Regions from separate parts of the Sus scrofa genome. Here regions 1 and 2 are each linked to region 3. Evidence: chromatin contacts called from public Hi-C and HiChIP or PLAC-seq data. All regions are on one chromosome and are shown on one strand. The core of a region is the stretch at or near the end of the contact, and the rest is flanking DNA. Distances in the headings are between cores, read along the strand shown.

Region 1 (4,145 bases), core at 662-3,161, 47 kb after region 3:
GCACTTGCACATGCTGTTCCTTCTGCCCAGAATGCCCTCATTCATCTGGATGGAGGCCTGCCAGTGTGGAGTTGGTCTGGAGGGAAAGCCAGATCCTGACTGTCACCTATACTCTGTGACAACTGTGTAGACAGTGGCTATGATTCTGAGCCTCAGTTTCCCCTTTTGTAACATGGGACTCATCATTAAGGAATGGGTGCCTCTTCGCCATGGAACGGCCCCCACTTTCTGACGTCAGCTGCACCCCCATTCGCCTACCCGAAGGCAGTTTCTCTATTTTAAGAGGCTGCAGGCGGGGCTCAAGTCTATCTGGGGCTCCAGGCGGGGCCTGTTTCCCCACAACACCCGACTGCTCACCAGTCCTGCTGCACCTCCTCCTCTAGGCTCAGGCCCCCACTGCTGTCTCTGACACCCAGCCCTCCCTTTCTGCGCCGAATGTCCTGGTTGGTGGTGTGTGTGTGTGTGTGTGTGTGTGTGTGTGTGTGTGTGTGTGTGTCTCTTCCTTGGAGCTCTACCTTCATTCTCCCTGACCTTGAACCCAAACACATGCAGCTGCCCTTTACCTCTGGAGAAGTTTGCAGTCCTACAACCCGGGTTCAAAAGCCACCTTTCCCCTCCCGCATCAGCTTCACCCCTGTCCTTACTAGGTTCTAGCTTTTTTCAGCCTCTTTCATTTCCCCAAACACCTATCCCCTGCCCTGCCACCAGTGGCTGCCTCTTCTGTCCCAATGCTACCCAGCAACCCTTGGTTCATGTGCCTTCTCCAGGGGTGCCTGAGTGTGCCCATCACAGCAGATCCTCTACAGTGCCACTGCTGCTCAGGGGACCATCTCCCCCAACAGGCTGGGGGATCCAGGAAGGGAGTTCCAGAGGGTGAACCCCTCCTCCCCTGCCCTGCCTCTCCAGAGTGAGGGGAGGGGGCATACAGCAGGCACTTAATAAATGTTTGTCGGGTAAATGTTGAATCCCGGATGCCCTCTGCTTGCAAATGGTGGCTTCTTAAGTGTCGTCTAAACCTCAGAAGGAAATGGCTAGAATGTCTAACTTCCCATTGCACAGATGGGAAAACTGAGGCCCAGTGAAGTCAAAGAAGTTGCCGCCCGCGGTCACGTGGGTTCGAATATCAGCCTCTGCTAGCCCTAACGCCTATGTTCTTATCTCCTGGTGGCACTGCCTCCCAAACATAAACCCGAGGTTACAGGTCAGAAAAGGCCCTTATAGTGAATGGGGAAACTGAGGTTCAAGGAAGCAAGAGGGCCTCCCGCCAACGCCGCTCCCTTCCCAAGCCACACAGCCACTTGGCAATGGTTTGTGCGCCAGAGAGCTGATTAAGGGCGCTGGACTGAATCCCTGCTGGGCCACCTAAGGTTTGTGACTTTCCTAGACTTGAGCCTGTTTCCTTAACTGACGAATGGGTGTCTGGATAGCCCCAATCTCCCCAGCTTGTGTTAAGGGTTGAGCTGAGGCAGGGTGCGGTGGCGCTGCGAAGGCAGGAGGCAAGTTTTAATAAACATTAATTAGTCTTAATATATCACTAGTAAAATGATTAATACAACAATGAATATATGGTGAGCGCTCAAATGCTGCTGGTGGAGAGAGCGAAACCCTCAGCCCCTTTCTCCAACGGAGCCTCACTTTCTCCGTATGTCAAATAGGCATACCCTCTTCCCATCATACGAAAAGCACTTTGAGATGCGAGCGGGAGCCTCCAGAGCGCTTCCCGCCCTCTGCCTCAGTTGCCCCTGGCCAGCCAAAGCCCCCACCCCGACACGAAGGCTGGGTTCACTCCGCCAGCGCCCTCCTCCCGCCCGCGCTGGTGCCTCACCTGGAGCCCACGGCGTCGCAGGAGACTTGGCTCGTCCATGGCCCGCTAGTCCGCACTGCTGGCCGGCGCCCGGCCCCGCCTCAGCCTGCCAGGCCCCGCCACCCCGCGCCATTGGTCAAGCCGGTCAGCTGACGAGCTGTGACCCCGCCCCTCCTTGAGAGCTTTTCTCGAAAGGTCCGCCCACTTTGGGCGAGCCTGCCCCGCCCTTCCAGGCCCCTCCCCACCCCTCCAGCCCAGAAGTAAACATTTTTCAATGAATCTTCCCAGATTTTAGAAATCTTTTTACCAGGTAAACACCTGATTTAAAAAAAAAAAAACTCTTTTGCCAATGAGGAAACTGAGGTTCAGAGAAGTTAATCCATGTGCCCTGGGCCCGCAACAAGGGTGAAGAGTGTGGGGCACTCACCTCCATGCAATATTTAAGGGCCCGCAAATAAATCGGTAATCAAGATATATAATATTTTGGAGTTCTCTTGTGGCGGAGCGGGTTAAGGATCTGGCGTTGTCACTGCAGCAGCATGGGTCGCTCAAACTTTGGCAACGGTTCTATCCTTGGCCCCAGGAACTTCCACATGCCCCAGGGGCGGCCAAAAAAAAAAAAAAAAAAGATATATAGTATTTTAATACAACATTTTAAAGAATCAAAACTAATGCAAAAATGCATAATGAGCTAAACATCAACATTTTAAGTAAAGACAGGATCAAGAGTTCCGCTGTGGCGCGACCGGATTAGCTGTGGTGCAACCAGATCAGGAATGTCTCTGTAATGCCAGGACACGTGTTCAATCCCCGCCCTGCACAGTGGGTTATAGGATCCTTGCCTAATCTGGGTAGGTCGCTATTGCAGCTGGGATCTGATCCCTGTCCTGGGGAAGTCCATAAGCCCGACGGCCAAATAAACAAGTTAATTAAATGAGAGGATCAGACTCTGCCCTTGCATGTCTTTGCCTCCCTTGTCTCATCCCTATCCTGGTCCTTGTTCCAATAAATCTTTATTAACAAGAATAGATTGCCACTGTAGTTGTTAGGTTTTTTTTGTTTGTTTGTTTGTTTGTTTGTTTGTTTGTTTGTTTGTTTTGAGGATAACTGCTTTTGCTGAGTGCCAGCTGAGCACCCAGCCAAGTGCCTCATGAAGACCTCTCACAGGTATTTGACCATCATTGTTCAGTCTGACTTGGCAGAAGGGAAAGGGAGGCTGGGAAAAGTCCAAAGTCCCAGGATGGCACTCACATTCTCTCTTTCACTAGGGCCCCACTGTCTCTGCAGCTGCAATTTTCCTCCTTTACCGCCCTGTTCTGACCAGACATTAGAGAATGTTCTTACATTGGAGGGAACCCTAGGTAGGGTCTCTGGCTAATGACCTGTGAGGTACTGTAGGATCCCACCAAGTTATAGTGGCCAGATTGAGGACATCAAAATCAAGACTTCAAGACAAAACTTGTTTATCTCATCCATGAAATTGACTTGTAATTCACCTACCATAAAATTCACCATTTTAGGGAGTTTCGGGAGGCGCAGTGGAAACAAAACCGACTAGGAACCATGAGGTTGTAGGTTCGATCCCTGGCCTTGGTCAGTGGATTAAGGATCTGGTGTTGCTCTGGCTGTGGTGTAGGCCGGCAGCTACAGCTCTGGTTAGACCCCTAGCCTGGGAACCTCCTTATGCCATGGTTGTGGCCCTAAGAGACCAAAAAAAAAAAATCACCTTTTTAAAGTACACAGTTCTGTGGTTTTTAATGTTCACAGCCCTCTTGTGCAATCATCTAAATTTAGAACACTTTCATCAGCCCCTAAAGAAAACCTATACTGTGACTTGCTTTCGTGGCTGAGCAGTTAACTAACCCTACTAGTATCTATGAGAATGTGGGTTCGATCCCTAGCCTTGCTCAGTGGGTTAAAGATCTGGCATTGCTGTGGCTGTGGTGTAGGCCAGCAGCTGCAGCTCCAGTTCGACCCTTAGCCAGGGAATGTCCATATGCTACAGGTGTGGCCCTAAAAAAACAAAAACAAAGCAAAACAAAACAAACAAAGAACCCTATACTGGTGAGCAGCCACTCCTCCATTCTGTCCCTCCCCTAGTCCCTGGTAACCAGCAATCTGATTTCTCTCTCTATGAATTCGCCAGTGCTGGACATTTCACATAAATGGACTCATGCAAACCTGTGGCCTTTTGTGTCTGGCTTTTTTCACTCATCATGATGTTTTCAAGATTTGTTTACATTGCAGCAAATGCCGCTACTTCATTTTTTTTTATGGCTAAATAGTATTTCAATGCCTGGATAGACATGTTTTGTCTATTGTCTGTTTTGTGATCCATTAA
Region 2 (4,046 bases), core at 279-2,778, 48 kb before region 3:
ATAAGGCGCCGTGAAACCCCGCCTCCCTAACACTGGAGAGAGGTGGCCCCAGCAGGCGATTCCTCCCCTCCGGCACTGCTTTCGCTAGCTACTGGATGCGCTCGCTGGGCCCCGCCCCATTCTCGCGTCAATCTGCGTGGGGAGCCTCGCCCCTCCCCGCTCTGCGTGTGACAGTGGACCCTATCTCAATGCGTGGCTCCGCCCCAGGATGGCGTCACGGCCGTATCTGCATGTGAGGCCCCGCCCTGCTCTTTGCAGGACGTCACCAAGGACTGCAGGGGCCTGAGCCGCTGCCGCCGCCTCCGCTGCCGCGCAGCCCCACATCAACGCACTGGGGGCCCCGTCGCCACCGCTAGGGTCACCACCACATCACTGCAGGGCAAGGTGAGCTCCCGAGTGTCCCTGTGCACTCCCGCTCGGAGTACCTACATAACCTTCATTTGACTGATGGGCTGGCTGGGGTGAGAGACGAGGTTGGCAGGTGTTAAATGAGGGGAAGGATGCGGCGGTCGCGAGCCTGGGGAGGGGTAGGTTCCCCTTACCTGCTGGATCCTCCTCCCCACCCCCACCTCTCCACCCCGGTTCTGCGGCGGAGGGGGAGGGGAGACGAGACGGGTGCCTTGCGGGAAGCTGTGCGCGCGGGAGGCTCCATGCGTGCGCGTGCGCGTGGTGTGCACACGCGTGTGCGCGCCCGCCTGTACCGGCCGATTTGTGTGTACCCTTGCTTGGGTCCCAGGGTATGCTCTTGTGACCCCCCCGGGTTTCCCTACTCAAGTTTGTGCATGTTGCACGCGTGTGGAGGGGGACGCGTGGACTATGCGTGTGCGTGCACAGCAAAGTGCATACATGTACAGAGATGCGTGCCCATGTGGGTGACGTGTACTCGGCTGCATAGGTGGAGGACACAGTGCGCACGGGTGGATTTGCTCATTGGTATATGCATGTCGGTGTGCAGACAGGTGTCTGCCTCTGTCCTGTGCGCCGAGTGTGTTCGATGCTCAGATATGCACGAATGTGCCCTGGTGTGTGCCCTGCTGTGTGCACGTGAGCGTGAGCACGCCCTGCTCCTATCACGTGGGGTAGCTGCTTCAGCCCGAGCTCTCCCAGCCTGGGAATCTGGGAGGACTGCAGATACGCGTCCCCGCGGGTACCGTACACGCGTGTGCACGTGCGCTAGCGCCGCTCAGTTCTGAGGAACGTGAATGATTGATAGGGGGCGGGGCCGGCCGCAGTCACTCCCCTAGGCACAGCTGTAGGGCTTAGGTTGCTGTCGGACCAGGGGCTCCGGCCTGCAGCGATGTCTCCATCCCTTTCGGTCTGAAAGTCCTCCCCTGAAACCTTGGGCCTTTCAAGGTCAAGGCCCGCCCTCTGCTGTGGGCCCCACCATTAGTACTGGGGCTCCTGACGGGATAAAGGTAATCTCTGTCTCACTCTGGGAGCTCTGGAGTTCTTCCATCCTGAGTCTGGGCTTGGGCGTTTGGAGTTGGAGGGCGACCCTCTCACGCTCGCCTATGCCCCGTACCCCCAGATGGCATCTGCCACAGACTCGCGCTATGGGCAGAAGGAGTCCTCGGACCAGAACTTTGACTACATGTTTAAGATCCTCATCATTGGAAACAGCAGTGTGGGCAAGACATCCTTCCTCTTCCGCTATGCAGACGACTCCTTCACGCCTGCCTTTGTCAGCACTGTAGGAATCGACTTCAAGGTCAAGACCATCTACCGGAATGATAAGAGGATCAAGCTGCAGATCTGGGTGGGTCCAGCTGGGGGAATTCTGTCTCCATCACTCCCTCTCTGTCCCAAAGAGCAGCCCAGCTTTCCCTATTGCTTTCCTGTCTAGATTCATTCATTACACACTGAGCATTTTTTCAGGCCCTTACTGTGTACCACAGGATAGAGGCACAGAAGAGGGTATCTCGGTTCTTTCAGTGTGTCATCGGTGCTCTCCAAGGGTGGGGAAGTAGCAAATGCCAGGTAGGTCCTCTCCTACCTCTGACATCATTGGACACATCATTTGCTTGGTGCCTCAGCTTCTCTCCCCATCTTCAGCTTCCTCCATGTGGCTCTGTATGAGGTTTCAGAGAAATCTTGACCCCCCCCCCCACCTCATTCTCCGAGACAGGAACAGGCTCCTCTAGCCACCTCCCTCAGTGCCTCTGAGACATGAGGGAGCCTGCTAAATCCAAAGTCAGAACCATCCCTTCTCTGTTCACAGTTCTGCCAAGGCTCCCACCTCATCTGGGTTAAACCTGTGCCTTCTCCCCCTGGCTAAGATCCTGTGTGGTCTATCCTTGTTGATACCCAATCTCATTTGTATCCCTCCATCTCTACCTCAGCCTCTTCACTGTCTCACTGTTCCTCAAATATACCAGACATAGTCCACATCTGGGCCTTTCCCTGGGCTGTGCCTTCTGCCTGGATTACCTTTCTTCTTATCTCTGCAGGGCTCCCTCCCTCATCCTTCAAGTTTTTTGTTTTTTGTTTTTTTTTTTTTGTCTTTTTAGGGCCACACCCTCAGCATATGGAGGGTCCCAGGCTAGGGGTCTAATCAGAGCTGCAGCTGCCTGCCTACACCACAGCCACAGCAATGCCAGATCCAAGCCATATCTGCAACCTACACCACAGCTCATGGCAACACATCCCCAACTCACTGAGCTTGGCCAGGGATCAAACCCACATCCTCTTGGATACTAGGTGGATTTGTTTTCGCTGCACCATGACAGGAACTCCTGATTTTGGTCTATTTTGGTTTTTTGTTTTGTTTTTGTCTCTCTCTCTCTTTTTCCTCTTTTGTTCTACCCAGTTATGTGGTGGGTTTCTTGCCCTTTTTGGAGGTTTAAGATCTTCTGTCAGCATTCAGTAGATGTCTTGTACGAATCTTTCTACATGTAGATGGGTTTTTGTTTTTGTTTTGTTTTTTTTGATGTGTTCATTGGAGAAGATGAGTACCTTGTCTTACTCCTCTGCCATCTCAATCCCGATGCTATTGGTTTTTGTTTTTTGCCCACACCCAGGGGCATGTGGAAGTTCCCAGGCCAGGGGTTGAACCCATGCCACAGTGGCAGCCCAAACCACTGCAGTGACAACGCTAGATCCTTAACCATTTGTGCCACAAGAGAACTCTCTGGTGCTTTTTTTTTTGGTCTTTTTGTCTTTTTGCCATTTCTAGGGCCGCTCCTGCGGCATATGGAGGTTCCCAGGCTAGGGGTCCAATCGGAGCTGTAGCTGCCGGCCTACACCAGAGCCACAGCAACGCGGGATCCGAGCCGCGTCTGCAACCTACACCACAGCTCACGGCAATGCCAGATCCTTAACCCACTAAGCAAGGCCAGGGATCGAACCTGCAACCTCATGGTTCCTAGTTGGATTCGTTAACCACTGAGCCACGACAGGAACTCTACTCCCTGGTCCATTTTGTTAACACCTAGGTCCCTAGTGCCTGGCACAGGTCAGTGCCCAGCACATATGTGCTGAATGAATGAAGGAACGATTCTGTAGCTACCTTGGGATGACTGGGTACCACATTCCCGGTGCAGGCAGCCTACTCACTCTCCCTGACCCACTGTGCTCCTAGGCAAGCCCCTACTCCTCTGGGCCTCAAGGGGGTGGATGATTTCAGAGTTCATTTCCACTCTTAGGAGCTTCTGTGTGTGTCCTCTCTGCCACTCATCTCTTCTTCCCCAGGACACAGCGGGGCAAGAGCGGTACCGGACCATCACGACAGCCTATTACCGGGGCGCCATGGGCTTCATCCTCATGTATGACATCACCAATGAAGAGTCCTTCAATGCAGTGCAGGACTGGTGAGCATGCCCCACCCACTCTCAGGTGGTTTTCAAGCCAGGCTTGATGCAAAGCCTGGGGTGCAGCCTGAGACTAGGGAGCCCCAGCCCCCTATCAGAAATATAAATAACAATATTGGGGGTCCCAGCCCTGCTATCAATCTATAATCATTAAAACCATATGACACCAGCTTGAAATAATGGGAAAAGAAGATTTCAGGAGTTCCCTGGTGGCCTAGCTATTGAAGGATCTAGTGTTGT
Region 3 (3,998 bases), core at 163-2,662:
AGGGGCGAAAGAGGGTAGGAGAGGTCCAAGGCAGAGGCCCCGCACAGGCAAAGGCCTAGAGGTGAGTCCAAACAAATGGATCTGCAGGAGAGAAGGGGACAGGAGTCCTGACATGGCTCAGTTTGGGGGCCACAGGAGGTACTCAACACATGAGAGGATGGGTAGGAGGCCCAGAGGACCTTGTCCCCATGGAGCCAGCAAGGGGTACATGGGGGTGGGGCATGGCTGCTGCCAAGGGGGAGGCTGCTGGAAGGGCAATGATCACCTCCCAAGAGCCCTCAGTCTCAGGCAGACACAGCCCAGCACAGACATCCAATCTCAGCCCTGCAGGTTGAGTTCTCCTGAGAGGTTGGGGATGGTGGTGGGGAGGGGTGGTGTTTTCTGGAGGGCGGGTCCTCACAGAGGACAGGAGGGGGTATTAGCCAGAGGGAACAGTACATGCAAAGGCTTGACTGCAAGAAATGCTTGCCAAGAGTTCAGGGTGCCTTAAGGAAGCCTCAGAACACGCAAGGCCTCGAGTGCCAGACAGAGAGTCAGGCTTTATTCTTCGATCACGCGGAGCGGCAAGAGGTATCTGAGCACGGAGCAAAAGCTCTACATTCCAACTTACCTGTTCCCTGGCCCCTGTGCCCCCACTGTACAGGTGGGGAAACTGAGGCCCAGCGAGAGGGACGTCCAAGAAACCTCCTGAATCCGTTTGTCTGCCCGCCTCCGCGCCCTGGCGTGCACACGTTTGCACATGCCCCGGTGAGCACGCCTGGGAACCAGCGCTCCTCGAACCTCGAATCCAAGAGGCGGGGTGGAGGGGACAGTCCTGGCTGGGGGCTTGGAGGCTGGACACAGGGCCTGCGTGCTCATGCGTGTGAAGACGCACTTTTGAGCCTGCGTGGACCCCGCAGACCAGTCCAGGGGCCGGAAGTGGAGTCGACCCTCTACTGTCTTGCACCCTACTATGCCCCACACAATGCCTGGGCGCCCCTCATTACTACTCGACGCCCTACTCCTGGCAGGGCCTCTCTCAATTCAGGGCCGCGGCTCCAACCCTTTATCTCTGCCTAGGGTCTCCCGTACTGCCCCCATCGTCTTGTCTCGGATGATGCACCGCAGCCAGATCGAGCCTGAGGCCTCCCGCTCCCTGCGGCCCCCTGTTCCCGCGGGGCCCGATGCAGCCCGGCTTGCGTTCTGGCTTCAACCGTGGCCCCACGCTCTGCTTGGGCGCCCTGCATTTAAGCGCACCCTTTGCCCGGCCTGCCACGCGGACCAGCCTGGACTTACCTGGTCGCGGCCGCCTCCGCCGCCGCCGCGGCAGCCGTCACGCCGAGCCGAGCCCGATCCGTGGCTACACCGCGGCCGCCGTCGCCGCAGCCGCGGGATCCCCGCCGCCGCCGCCGCCGCCGCCGCCGCCGCCGCCGCCGCCGCCGCGGTTCCGATCGGTCGGGCCCGCCTCCGGCGGAAACAGCCGAGTGTATTCGGGTAAGGCGGGTGAAACGAAGCGGAGGCGGAGGCTGGGGACACCCGAGTGCTTCCGGAAAGAGCCGAACGTACTCCCGCGGGACTGGAGGGTACGGGGGTGTTTGCCCCGGGATAACCGATCACTTCCGGAAATAACCGAGCACAATCGGGTCAGGTGAGCGACCCGAGCTCGGGTTGGCTAGGCTCGGCTGCTCTCAGAGAAGACCGAGCGATTCCGGAAATGGCCCGAGCGCGCTCTAGCTGGACTAGCCGAACAGGGGATGGGCCTGGAGACTTCGGAAAGTTTGTCAAGAACCAAGTGTGTTCGGTCCCAAATGAGGCCCTAGGAACTTAGATCCAAAGGCACCTTCCTGAAACTGTCGAAGCATGGACATCTCCAAAGGGCGGGTGAGGTGGCCCCAAATTCAAGAAACTGGAGGTGGCGGAGATGGGGGAAGGGGCTAGCCACAGAAACCTGAGCTTTTCAGGAAACAAGCTGATGGCCCAGAAGAAGCCGGGGTTGAAATCTGAGGTCTTCACGGTAGCCCAGAGGATCCGGGAACAGCTGAATCAACTCGCCGGTAGGGATAACTAACCCAGTGCCTGCCCAGATGCCCAGGCTGTTTCCGGAAATAGCCAAGACACTCGGAATCGGGAGGCGTGGCCAAGGGTTTCCGACCCTACGGGTTACTTCGGAGGTAACCGAAGGCACTCGGGCTGGTCTGGGTTCCGAAGGGGGTGAGGAGAATTGTAGGGGACAGCCCAAGCAAAGACTAATATAAAAAGGACACAGATGGTTTATTTATTGCCACAGCTTCGGGGCCCCAGACGAAGCCCTGAAGGACAGAGCCTCTGATGGGTACTCTGATGGGTACACGGAGAGGGCAGCTCAATGATGAACTCCCAGCAGCCTTCAAAACCCACTTCAAGTGACTTTGAGCCACGGGTCTGTTTTCATCCCGCCTCCACCCCACTCTTCCCTTACCCTTTTCTTGGCCCCTCACAAATCCAGACATTGGACCTCCTTTTTGTAAATGTGGGCTTTTATTCACTGTCAGCTCCGGGGTGGAAGGCGGGAGCAAGTCATGCACAGCCTTGGTCTAGCTCCAACACTAGGTGGTGCTGCATGGGTGTCTCCAGAAGGAATGCAGACTGGGCTGCAGTGCCTGGAAAGTGCCCTCACCACGTAGGACACAGAGATCTTGCTAACAACCCACAAATGGGAGAAAGGGAGGCTCTGAGGTGCCCAGTGGGTCACTTAGCATCACAGGGGAGAGAGCTGGAATCTGCTCTGACATTAGATCCAAGCTCCAGAGAGACAGAGCCTGGCTGCATGACTCTCACCAGGCAATCATGGGACAAATCTCTGCCTCTCCCCAGACCTTAGTTATTTGTCTGTAAAATGAGGATGAGAACACCACTTCTAGCCTTCTTAAGGCTGGCTGAGGGAGAAGCCACGAGTAAAAGCGCTTGGCATACAGTAGGTGCTTAATAAATAGTCATTGGGATTAGCTTTGTAAACACAAGGAAACCGAGGCACAGAGCTGGGAAGCCATTTTCCCAGAGCCAAATGTGAAGCCAAGATTCAAACTTTGGCCTCACTGACCCCTGGTTGGACTTTCTCACTCAAATTTCATCCCGGGGAGGCTCTGACACATGGAGGGCACCCCCTAGCGGGGGGAGGGGTTTCAGACACATCATGGTCAAGGGTTCACCCCGGTGGGCATCAAACACAAAAAAATCTTGTTCAGGGTGGACATCCTTATGCTACCCTGAAGTGCCCTTTGAGGCCTCTGCCTGCCAGGGCACCAGTGTCTGGCTGTGAAGTGGGCAACCCCTCTGCCTAAATCTGGTGAACTTCTACACATACATCAAAGCCCCAGCCCACACCCCCTTAAGCCCATCGGATTGGACGCAGACTCAGGCACAGTTGGCTGAGGGATGGAGACAATGATGATGGGTAGTAGCCTTCAGAATCCAGTCCATCATCAGGATTACTTTGCTTTGCCGTGGAGGGGGAACTCTGTTTGTGGACTCTCCAAGTCACCCAAATTGGGCCTGGACAGGTAAGCTTGGCTGTATCCCTTCAAACCTGTGGGTCTTGAGTCAGGGATGGGATCAAGTAACACAAAACAACTTTAAAAGTACAGAAAAACGAGAAAACATGAACACACGTGACTTGTCCAAAGTGCTTCCTTCTCAGCCCAGGGGGCAGGGTCTACAAATGGGTCCCAGGTGCATGGAGCAGGACCTGGGCAGCCGCCTTAACAGTGGCGGCTCAGTCTGGCTATCGCTTATAAAAAGTAATAAATTAGTTGCAGGGATTTGCTGCTATTTACAATAACACCCTGGTCTCCCATTCCTGCCCCTATGACCCCCTGATTGATCGGCTCCAGAACACAAGGGAGGAGGCACTTTCTACACCTTCCAGCAATAACTGTGATGGCTTCTCATCATCTTCCAGGTGTCACAGGCTCAGTCTCCATCCAGATGTCAATTTATGGAAAAAAACATTCCAGAAAAATGCACAGCTTCCAGGCCAGGGA

What was found. A called contact is a pair of places that touch in the nucleus more often than the background predicts. HiChIP or PLAC-seq counts read pairs in DNA pulled down with a chosen protein or histone mark.
Region 1: an H3K27ac HiChIP or PLAC-seq map of alveolar macrophages shows a contact between it and region 3. The contact joins the promoter of MAST3 here to the promoter of PIK3R2 in region 3. A contact is called at or near these places in 17 of 47 Hi-C or Micro-C datasets (alveolar macrophages, blood, brain and 8 more) and 2 of 2 datasets of contacts at active chromatin or transcription factors (alveolar macrophages and skeletal muscle).
Region 2: a Hi-C map of skeletal muscle shows a contact between it and region 3, with 3 times the contacts expected there. The contact joins the promoter of RAB3A here to the promoter of PIK3R2 in region 3. A contact is called at or near these places in 4 of 47 Hi-C or Micro-C datasets (embryonic fibroblasts, heart right ventricle, liver and 1 more) and 1 of 2 datasets of contacts at active chromatin or transcription factors (alveolar macrophages).

What each region holds. Positions count from the first base shown.
Region 1 is chr2:59,697,457-59,701,601 of Sscrofa11.1, forward strand. MAST3 (microtubule-associated serine/threonine-protein kinase 3) reads right to left here and starts at 1,912. Exons shown (of 28, transcript XM_021083495.1): 1 at 1,826-1,912. The coding sequence starts at 1,864.
Region 2 is chr2:59,602,861-59,606,906 of Sscrofa11.1, forward strand. It overlaps RAB3A (RAB3A, member RAS oncogene family), which reads left to right and starts at 1,529. Exons shown (of 4, transcript NM_001123179.1): 1 at 1,529-1,756; 2 at 3,688-3,806. The coding sequence starts at 1,529.
Region 3 is chr2:59,650,663-59,654,660 of Sscrofa11.1, forward strand. It overlaps PIK3R2 (phosphatidylinositol 3-kinase regulatory subunit beta), which reads right to left and starts at 1,413. Exons shown (of 16, transcript XM_021083506.1): 1 at 1,276-1,413. It overlaps MAST3 (microtubule-associated serine/threonine-protein kinase 3), which reads right to left. Exons shown (of 28, transcript XM_021083495.1): 28 at 2,238-3,998. LOC110259319 (a long non-coding RNA gene) reads left to right here and starts at 3,917. Exons shown (of 3, transcript XR_002341593.1): 1 at 3,917-3,998.